Linked DNA regions of Mus musculus: region 2 is linked to region 1. Evidence: chromatin contacts called from public promoter capture Hi-C data. All regions are on one chromosome and are shown on one strand. The core of a region is the stretch at or near the end of the contact, and the rest is flanking DNA. Distances in the headings are between cores, read along the strand shown.

The links. Promoter capture Hi-C pulls out the DNA fragments that hold promoters and counts their contacts.
Region 2: a contact with region 1 is called in a promoter capture Hi-C map of pre-B cells, with 2.8 times the contacts expected there. The contact joins the promoter of Gabarap here to the enhancer-like site in region 1. A contact is called at or near these places in 3 of 39 promoter capture datasets (the C10 cell line, liver and pre-B cells), 2 of 115 datasets of contacts at active chromatin or transcription factors (embryonic forebrain and stem cell-derived neural progenitor cells) and 2 of 9 other capture datasets (adipose tissue and liver).

Annotation. Positions count from the first base shown.
Region 1 is chr11:69,273,460-69,277,582 of GRCm38.p6, forward strand. No RefSeq gene overlaps it. Among named protein-coding and RNA genes, the nearest start is that of Gm40039, 13 kb to the left of the region's middle. Within about 2 kb of position 2,377, at least 41 of the 459 cell types and tissues checked have an H3K27ac peak or open chromatin away from gene starts, as enhancers often do. A contact at or near this core is called in pre-B cells, where this site is marked.
Region 2 is chr11:69,989,132-69,993,254 of GRCm38.p6, forward strand. It overlaps Gabarap (gamma-aminobutyric acid receptor associated protein), which reads left to right and starts at 2,239. Exons shown (of 4, transcript NM_019749.4): 1 at 2,239-2,671; 2 at 3,234-3,312; 3 at 3,451-3,569. The coding sequence starts at 2,582. It overlaps Ctdnep1 (CTD nuclear envelope phosphatase 1), which reads left to right. Exons shown (of 8, transcript NM_026017.2): 7 at 351-435; 8 at 846-1,470. The coding sequence ends at 906.

The sequences.
Region 1 (4,123 bases), core at 1,127-3,626:
ATCCGTAACTCCAGTTCTAGGGATTCCAAAGTCCTCTGTGGGCACCATAGGCATGTGGCACACAGACATACACGCAGACAAAACACCTATGCACATTAAATAAATAAATAACATAAAAGTCTTTAGTGACAAGGCCTGGAAGACCTGCCCTGCTGAGGCCATCAGGAAGTGTAGCCCCCTTCAGCCTCTCCCCACTCTCCAGCCCTGGAATAAAATGGCCCGACCCCCCCCCCAGAAAATAAAAAATAAAATGTAAAAAAAAAAATGGGGCTTGAGGAGATGGCTCAGTCAGCAAAATGCTTGCTCTGCACTCATGAGCACCGGGTCCCCAGAGCCATGCAAAGGGGGGGCAGAGCCATGCAGAATTCCTAGAGCTCATTGCTAGCCAGTCCAGTTCACTGAGTTCCAGGTTCAGTGAAAAACCTCTGCCTCAAAAAAAAAAGAAAAAGAAAAACGAAAGGAAGGGAGGGAGGAAGAGAGAGAGAGGAGAGAGAGAGAGAAAAAAAAGCTGGGTGGTTAGATCTCTAACTTCGAGGCCAGCCTGCTCTACAAAGTGAGTTTCAGGACAGCTAGGGCTACACAGAGAAACCTTGTCTCAAAAACTAAAACAACAACAACAATAAATATAATAATGATGAGATGCAGTGCAGTGGAAGAAGACACCTCACATCAGCCCACACAGCAGGTAAGTACATACCTGCATATAAACATACATACCACTCAGTCAAAAATACACTTTCAAAAAGCAAAACTGAAAAAGATTTGTATGTACTTCATGGAACTTATTTGTAATAAAATTAAAAATTTAAATGTTGAGCCAGGCGTGGTGGCGCACACTTTTAATCCCAGCACTCGGGAGGCAGAGGCAGGCGGATTTCTGAGTTCGAGGCCAACCTGGTCTACAAAGTGAGTTCCAGGACAGCCAGGGCTATACAGAGAAACCCTGTCTCAAAAACAAACAAACAAACAAAAAAACAAAAAAATTAAATGTTAACCGTGTATATCCTTTCATTGGGTAATTCTACCTCCAGGAAATCATATTGAAGAAATAATCCTAGCCAAAATAATTCTGTCCAGAGATGGTTAATATGGCAATAAAGCATTCTTGTAAAATACTAAAAGAAAATCTTACCGCACAAACCCAACATCAGCTGATCACGTGATAAACTCATGCAATACATCTCCTATCTATTGCAAGCCTAGGATGTAGGCTAAGGATATAAGCCGGTGGTAGTACACTTGCCTGGCACGTGTACTGAGCCCAGTACCTCTAAAACAATATTTAATATACAGGGTAAATTAAGGTCTAAGTTACAACCATATGCACATGTGTCAGTCTGATTGTGTAGAAAATTAAAAATGTATGAGACTAACTAAGAAGAATAAAAATGGAAAAGGAGACGGAAGGAATACTGTTGTGTTGTTGGCCCCCAAAACACAAAGCATTCACGCAAAGGTTTTGCACTCCTGTCCTTCCCAGGCGTTAGAAGCGAGAGCTAGTGCTAGTCTCTGAAACCCTGGGCTTCTTTATGATGACGATGCTTCTTTCTTGGGCTCAGGCCAACAAACTTATGAATGAGGAGGTTAATAGAAATTGCCTGACCTCTGTGGGTTAGAATTAGAATCTCGACAATGGAACGGGATCCTTAAACATCAAGAAGACTCAAACTAACCCGGCAGTGGTGGCGCATGCCTTTAATCCGATCACTTGGGAGGCAGAGGCAGGTGGATTTCTGAGTTCGAGGCCAACCTGGTACACAGAGTGAGTTATAGGACAGAGAAACCAAAAAACCAAAAAAAAAGACTCGAAAAAGGTCTTCAAGGAAATGATTTTCTTCAAAATCTTGCATGATTTTCGGAGAGCCTGTGAACGAAGCTGACAAAGGACAGATTATGGAGAGAAAAGACCAAGATGTTGACTTACATATGCGGGATTTCACTCGGAAAGTGGCTCAGCTCACTCAGTGCTGGTGGGGCCTCCGAGACCTGACTTAAAGGGACAGAGGAAAGGCTCAGTGAGTCCGAGCCGTGGCTGCTGAAGCAGAGGACCTGGGTTTGGTTCCCAGCACCCACAAGGCAGCTCACAACTTCTGTAACTCCAGTTCCAGGGGATCTGTCACCCTCTTATGACCTCCTTGGGTGCTGCATTGGTGTGCACATAGATACATTCAGGAAAAGCGCAGGTTACATTAAATGCAAACAAATCTTTATAAACCTACTTTAACAGGTGGTATCTAGAGGAAGAAAAATAAATAAATTTCTTTGTTGATAATGGTTAGACTCTTGTGGAGAACAGACAGGATATACGTTTGTGGTGGGTTGGTTTACGAAGAGCTCAGTGGTTTGGAGGGGGTTGCTGGTAGTTCACCCGCTCCTGGCGTGGATGTGCAGCCGTGAAGAGGGGTTTGTGGTTGTTTAAATAGCCAGAAGTTCCTGCTGTTAGACAGAGCAGCTGGGGTGGACTGAGCCTCTCTGTGAGGGCTGTTTCTCAAATATCTTCAGCTCAGAATAATCCCATGGCAGTATGTGGTAATTCGTAGTGGCCTTTTGTTCATATAGACAATATTCTGAAATATTATCAACCTACATCCTCCCCCCACCCCACCACCCCGCCGCCAGTTTCCTATTAGATCTCACTTCACTTATGCTGGTTTGGGGGTTGTTTAATTTTTTTAAAAGACAGCATCTCATGTAACCCAGGCTGCCTCCAAGTCACTCTGTAGCTGAGGGTGACCTTGGACTTCTGATCCTCCTGCCTTCACTTCCCAAGGGCTGGGCTTGCAGGCATGAGTCACACTTCTCTCCGGGGAGAAGGGGACAGATCTGCCTGCCCAGAAAAGAACCGAGTGAGATGGTTCAACAGCTTTTAAGCTTCTAAAATCTAGGTCCTGTGGGGAATAGTCTGGCCAATAAGATGTGACAATATGACTCTTCAGTCCCCAGACAGAAGACAAGAGCTGATGAAGAGAGGAGACTGTGCCATGGGCTGAGTACACTTCCAGTCAACACTCAAGGTCAGGGACAGAGTCAGAAATGCCAGATAGGTTTTCAGATGGTTAAGGGGAAGTTCAAGATGGAAAAAGATCCCAGCCCAGGAACAGCTGGGACTCTGAGGCAGACCCCACAGGGGTGCTGCAGTCCAGCTTGCAACAGAGTCCCAAAGGTCTAGGTAACCCTACAGCATCACCTCCAACGGTCTGGAATCCCAGAGGACATGGCGGTCCCCAGGGTCATCGCTGGCTCTGAGAGCCCTATGGGAGGAGGAATTCAGGGTTCTAGCAAGGATATGCTCAGGTGCCTGGAACTTGATGCAGTGGGAGAAGACTGTGAAAGTGAGTAAGGACACAAATCTACAGGTTTGCACAACTATGGGTTTAGAAAGTTCTATTGTGCAGAATAAGAGAGCTAGGTCAGAAGGCCCAGGCAGCCCAGCAACCCAAAGAGGCCTCTAAAGAAACATCTGACAGAATCTGGTGACTGTTATGGGCCCCCACAGGTCTATGTTTAGGGTGCTGGGATCCAGCCTGTAGTGGAATTTGGAAAGCTGTGGAGATTTTAGGAGGTGGCTCCTGGCTGCTGAAGACTCACTAGCCGCGGCTGTATCCTCTCTCCTGTTCTGGCTTGTGTTCTCTGTTTACAGGTGTGGAGTCAGAGAAGCTCCTGGACACCTGAGGGAGCTGCCCCCCACCTCTGATCCTGCCCCATCACAATGCCCAGACGTTCTGAAACCACAAGTCCAAATAATGCCATTTTCCCCTTTCGATGATTTCCCTTGAGTATTTTGTTTATAGCAGCGTGAAGGTAACAATTGTAGGTAGGAATGAACAGGTGGGGGGACTGAAAGTGTGCTAGGGACCTAGGCTTCTTGGCTCTTAGGAGAGCCAAGGAAACGGAAAACAGAAGCAGCCACGGGACTGAGCACCGTCCTTGAATAGACAGAAACTTGACCGCATTGCTCCTGAAATCCACTCCTCAGTAACTCTCCCCCAAGAGACCTTGAAGGAAAGGTGGGGAGGCCACCGTGTGGTCAGCCTCTGCCAAAATGTTTCCATGAGACCTCACAGCACCTGCCAAGTGGCTCTCTCCCTCCTCCCTTCATCTCTACCCTGTCCCTCTTTAGAAT
Region 2 (4,123 bases), core at 989-3,488, 720 kb after region 1:
GAGCTAGGAGCAGGAGAGTTGGTTCCGAGTGCAGAGTTTGGGTTCCCTGCTGTACTACAGATCTAGATGTAAGTTGTTTCTCTGTTTTAAGTGCGGTATCCACTCTTACGTGTCCATTTTATATGACTAGGACTTCCCTATGAAGCTCACTTCAGGTGAGCATGGGGCAGTTTTATTAGAAGCCTACCTCAAGCTGGTGTCAAATCTGTTTGGCTTTGGCATTTGGGGAAAAAAGGGTTTTAGGTGGTTGATGACTGTGGTGGGGAGTTTTAAGTAATAATATTCAGGAAAGGCTCACCTGCTCTTCTGCATTCTTTGCCTTTTCTCACTTGTAATTTTACCTACCCTAGACAATGCCATCCCCATCAAATCCTGGTTCAGTGACCCCAGTGACACAGCCCTTCTCAACCTTCTCCCAATGCTGGATGCCCTCAGGTAAGGGAAGTGTGTGGCCTGTAGGCGGTAGCTCTTTTTTTTTTTTTAAACACATTCTTTTATATAGTCCATGCTGGCTTGGAACTTGCTTTTACCTCTCAAGTGCTGTGATTACAGGAGTACACTATCAAAACTGGCAATGCTTGGGTTGCCAAGAAAAAGAGGGCGGGGGTGGGGTGGGGAGCGGGTTAAGAACTGAAAAAAAGTCATTCAGAGTCTAAGTGTTTGGGCCAGGTCTTCTTACTCCAGTTGTCATTGTTTGTGGCCTTTTGGCTTCTATCAGATTCAACCTCTGTCACTGTGTGAAAGTGGTATCAAGTTCTGTTCTGTCCAGTGAGACTCCGTTGTGCTAGTGTTGTGAGGGTGTCAACTATAAGGTATTTCACCAACACCAGTTACTGTCATTTCAGGTTCACTGCTGATGTCCGATCGGTGCTGAGCCGAAACCTTCACCAACATAGGCTCTGGTGACAGCTGCTCCCCCTCCACCTGAGTTGGGGTGGAGGGGAAAGGGAGGGAGAGTTCTTGGGACACCGTCTGTTGCCCTGTCCAATGTGAGGACTGCCTGGGCAGAGTCTGCCCCTCCCACCCCTCTGCCCTGGGAGCCCTACACTCCACTTATGGAGTCTGGATGGACACATGGGCCAGACCGTGAAGCAGCCTCACTCTGGGTTCACACTCCGTGGAAATGCCAGACTGGGACAGGCGAAGGCCTAGAGGAGCCGAAACAGTCTGGTGAAGAGGCAGGACTGGCCAGAGTGACAGACATATCCCAGAGGCTCAAAAGAAGCCAATTCAACTTTGTTGTGATTTGATTTTTTTAAAAACTCTTATACAAAACTGATCTAATTCTTCACTCCTGCTCCAAGGGCTGGGCTGTGGGTGGGGACTGGGGTTTCGGGCCACTGGATCCTCCTCAGACTTGTCCCCCCCTTACTTTTCCTCATTTTTTTTCTTTCCCCAATCCCCCATACCTGTAATCGGCTCCTTTCTTCTTTCCTCTTTTAAACCATGCATTATAACTTTGAAACCAAAGCTGCCCTAGACCCTTCTCTGATGTTTTTGGAAATGGAGGGAACTTTGTTGACATCTGCTCTGTCCTTGAAGCAGAGGGAGAAGATGCTGTTTGGAGTTGGGGGGAAGTGGGATTTAGCACAGGGATAAAGTAGTTTATGTTCAGTGTTCGGCAGGAAAGGCCCCACTGACTGGATGGAGTCCCTGATGGACAGTGGACCAACAACTTTAAAGTAGGATATAGAAGGCTAAAGAGGGAAAACTCTAGAACCCTGGAAGGGCATACAGCTGGAGAAAGGCTGGGCTTGTCTGGGAAGTTGACGTGGACAGGCTAAGAGGGCGCTGCCTACGAGGTGTTGGCACTCCAGCAGTAACCTGGGGCGGAACCCTCTTTCCTGGCACCTCCTCTCCAGAGCCGGGACTACTTTTCGCCACCCGCCACGTGATTCTCCGCCCTTTTCTGAGGTCACATGATTTTATCTACACTCAGAAATGTGTTCCTCCGCTCTGGTGTAGTCCTTATCTTTGGGGCTTTTGCAGTTTCTCTTGGTTCACATAAGCCTGAGCCTTGAGCATTCCCTGGGTGTCTGCAAACCTCTTTCCTTTCTGTCTTATGGTGTCCATATCCACAGCTTGGGTACTACTTTGTTTTGGTGTCAACGGCCACCTTCAGCGTAGAAACACGTCTCATGAAATCCTAGACTTGTAATTGTCTGCCTTTCCCCAACGTAATTTCCGAGAACTGCAGAACTAAATCTCATGACTGCCACTGGGTACCAGTTTCGTCCTCAACTTTGTACTGTGGGAAAGGGTTTTTCAGTTCACTCGAAACAACAGCAACCTTATCTGCGATGTCATATGTGTAACCCACAAGTTGATTCCAAAGCAGTTACGCTGAAGGCGTAAGAGGACCAGGCTACGGGTTGCGCTAGCAAGCTGAGCTAGTGGCGTATGTTAGCAGGCGGGGCCGGTCCGATGGTCGGGGGCGGGGTTGATGAATAGGGAAGTGGCGCAAATTCGTGGATCGCTCCGCCAAGTCTGTTCGTCGAAGCCGCCTCCGCCGCCGCCCCCTGTCCCGGCCCCCCCCCTGGGTTCCCTCAGCCCAGCTCGGTCCAGCCCGGTTCTCGGGAGAATGAAGTTCGTGTACAAAGAGGAGCATCCGTTCGAGAAGCGCCGCTCTGAGGGCGAGAAAATCCGAAAGAAATACCCAGACCGGGTCCCGGTAAGGACAGTAGCCAGGGCCCAGGCTAGCGTCGCTGACGCTGTCGCCACAGGCTATGCTTGAGTCTGGGAAAGCTGAAGTCAGGCTCTGTCTGTCGTGGGGTTAGAACTCTGTTGTCTCTGGTACCAGAGGTCTCTCACCTGAAGTAGAGCTGGGGACTAAGATGTGGACGGGAGAGAGAGATCAGGGTATTTCTCAGAATAGAGGCCTTAGTGAGCTTGACAACCCAGAGTTTCCATGGCCATCCTCCCAACTAGCTAGATTTAATGTAGATTTTTGACCCAAACAAGTCATCCTGTATTCTCTGGTGAAAATAGTTATTGTGATGCGCCGTTCTAGGATCAGTTCTCAATATTTAGGTAAGAGTGAGGCCAGGAGCTTTGGACCTAATGCTGTGTGCACCACGTATATAAGGATAACTAGAGAAATGAGATTCCAGTAGGTTTCAGTAAAAGGGAATATTGTATGTTGAGTTCTTCATCGATATAGCAGCATATATATGTGTATGTATGTATATATATATATATATATATTCATTTTTCTCATTCTTACCTTTTATCAGGTGATAGTGGAAAAAGCCCCCAAAGCTCGGATAGGAGACCTGGACAAAAAGAAATACCTGGTGCCTTCTGATCTTACAGGTGAGGGCTTGACCTGTGGTGCACGTTTCTTTCTGTGGGTGGGCCTGCCAACTCTGTGGGAGGAGGCTTCACCTGGCAGCTGTTCTCTGGAGGCGCCTACGACCTCTGTGACTTGCTTGCATCTCCTGTTTTTGGCAGTTGGTCAATTCTACTTCTTGATCCGGAAGCGAATTCATCTCCGTGCTGAAGATGCCTTGTTTTTCTTTGTCAACAATGTCATTCCACCCACCAGTGCCACGATGGGTCAGCTGTACCAGGTACAGTACCTTGGAAGGAACGGTAGTGTTTGGAGAGGAAAGTAAAGGCCAGCGGTCGCTGCTGGCTAACTTTAAAATGTCAGTACAGCCCTGCCGTGGGATCTTACTAGCGCTGAGAATAGGGAGGAGTATGAACTGGTGGAGTTGTTCTGACTGGGACTTACTACCTAAGTGAGTCTCTCCAAGAGTCCCAGATGTCAAAGAATAGATTGCGTTTGAGGAGTGGTGGTTGTTGTTGTTACTTTCTGTTCGTTTTCTTTAGGAGACAGGGCTTCTCTGTATAATCCTGGCTGTCCTGGAATCCCCTCTGTAGACCAGGTTGGCCTCTAAACTCCCAGAGACCCACTTGTTTCTGCCTCCCTAGGGCTGGGCTTAACAAAAGGTGTGCGCCACCACTGCCCTAAACTTGACACACAGACCAGGCTGACCTCAGACTCAGAGAGCTTCCTGCTTATGCCTCTTGAGTGCTGGTGTTAGAGTTGTTATAAGTCCTCATCCTGAATGGTGACACATACCTTTGATCCTTTAAATCCAAAGCACAGCTGTTTCTGCAC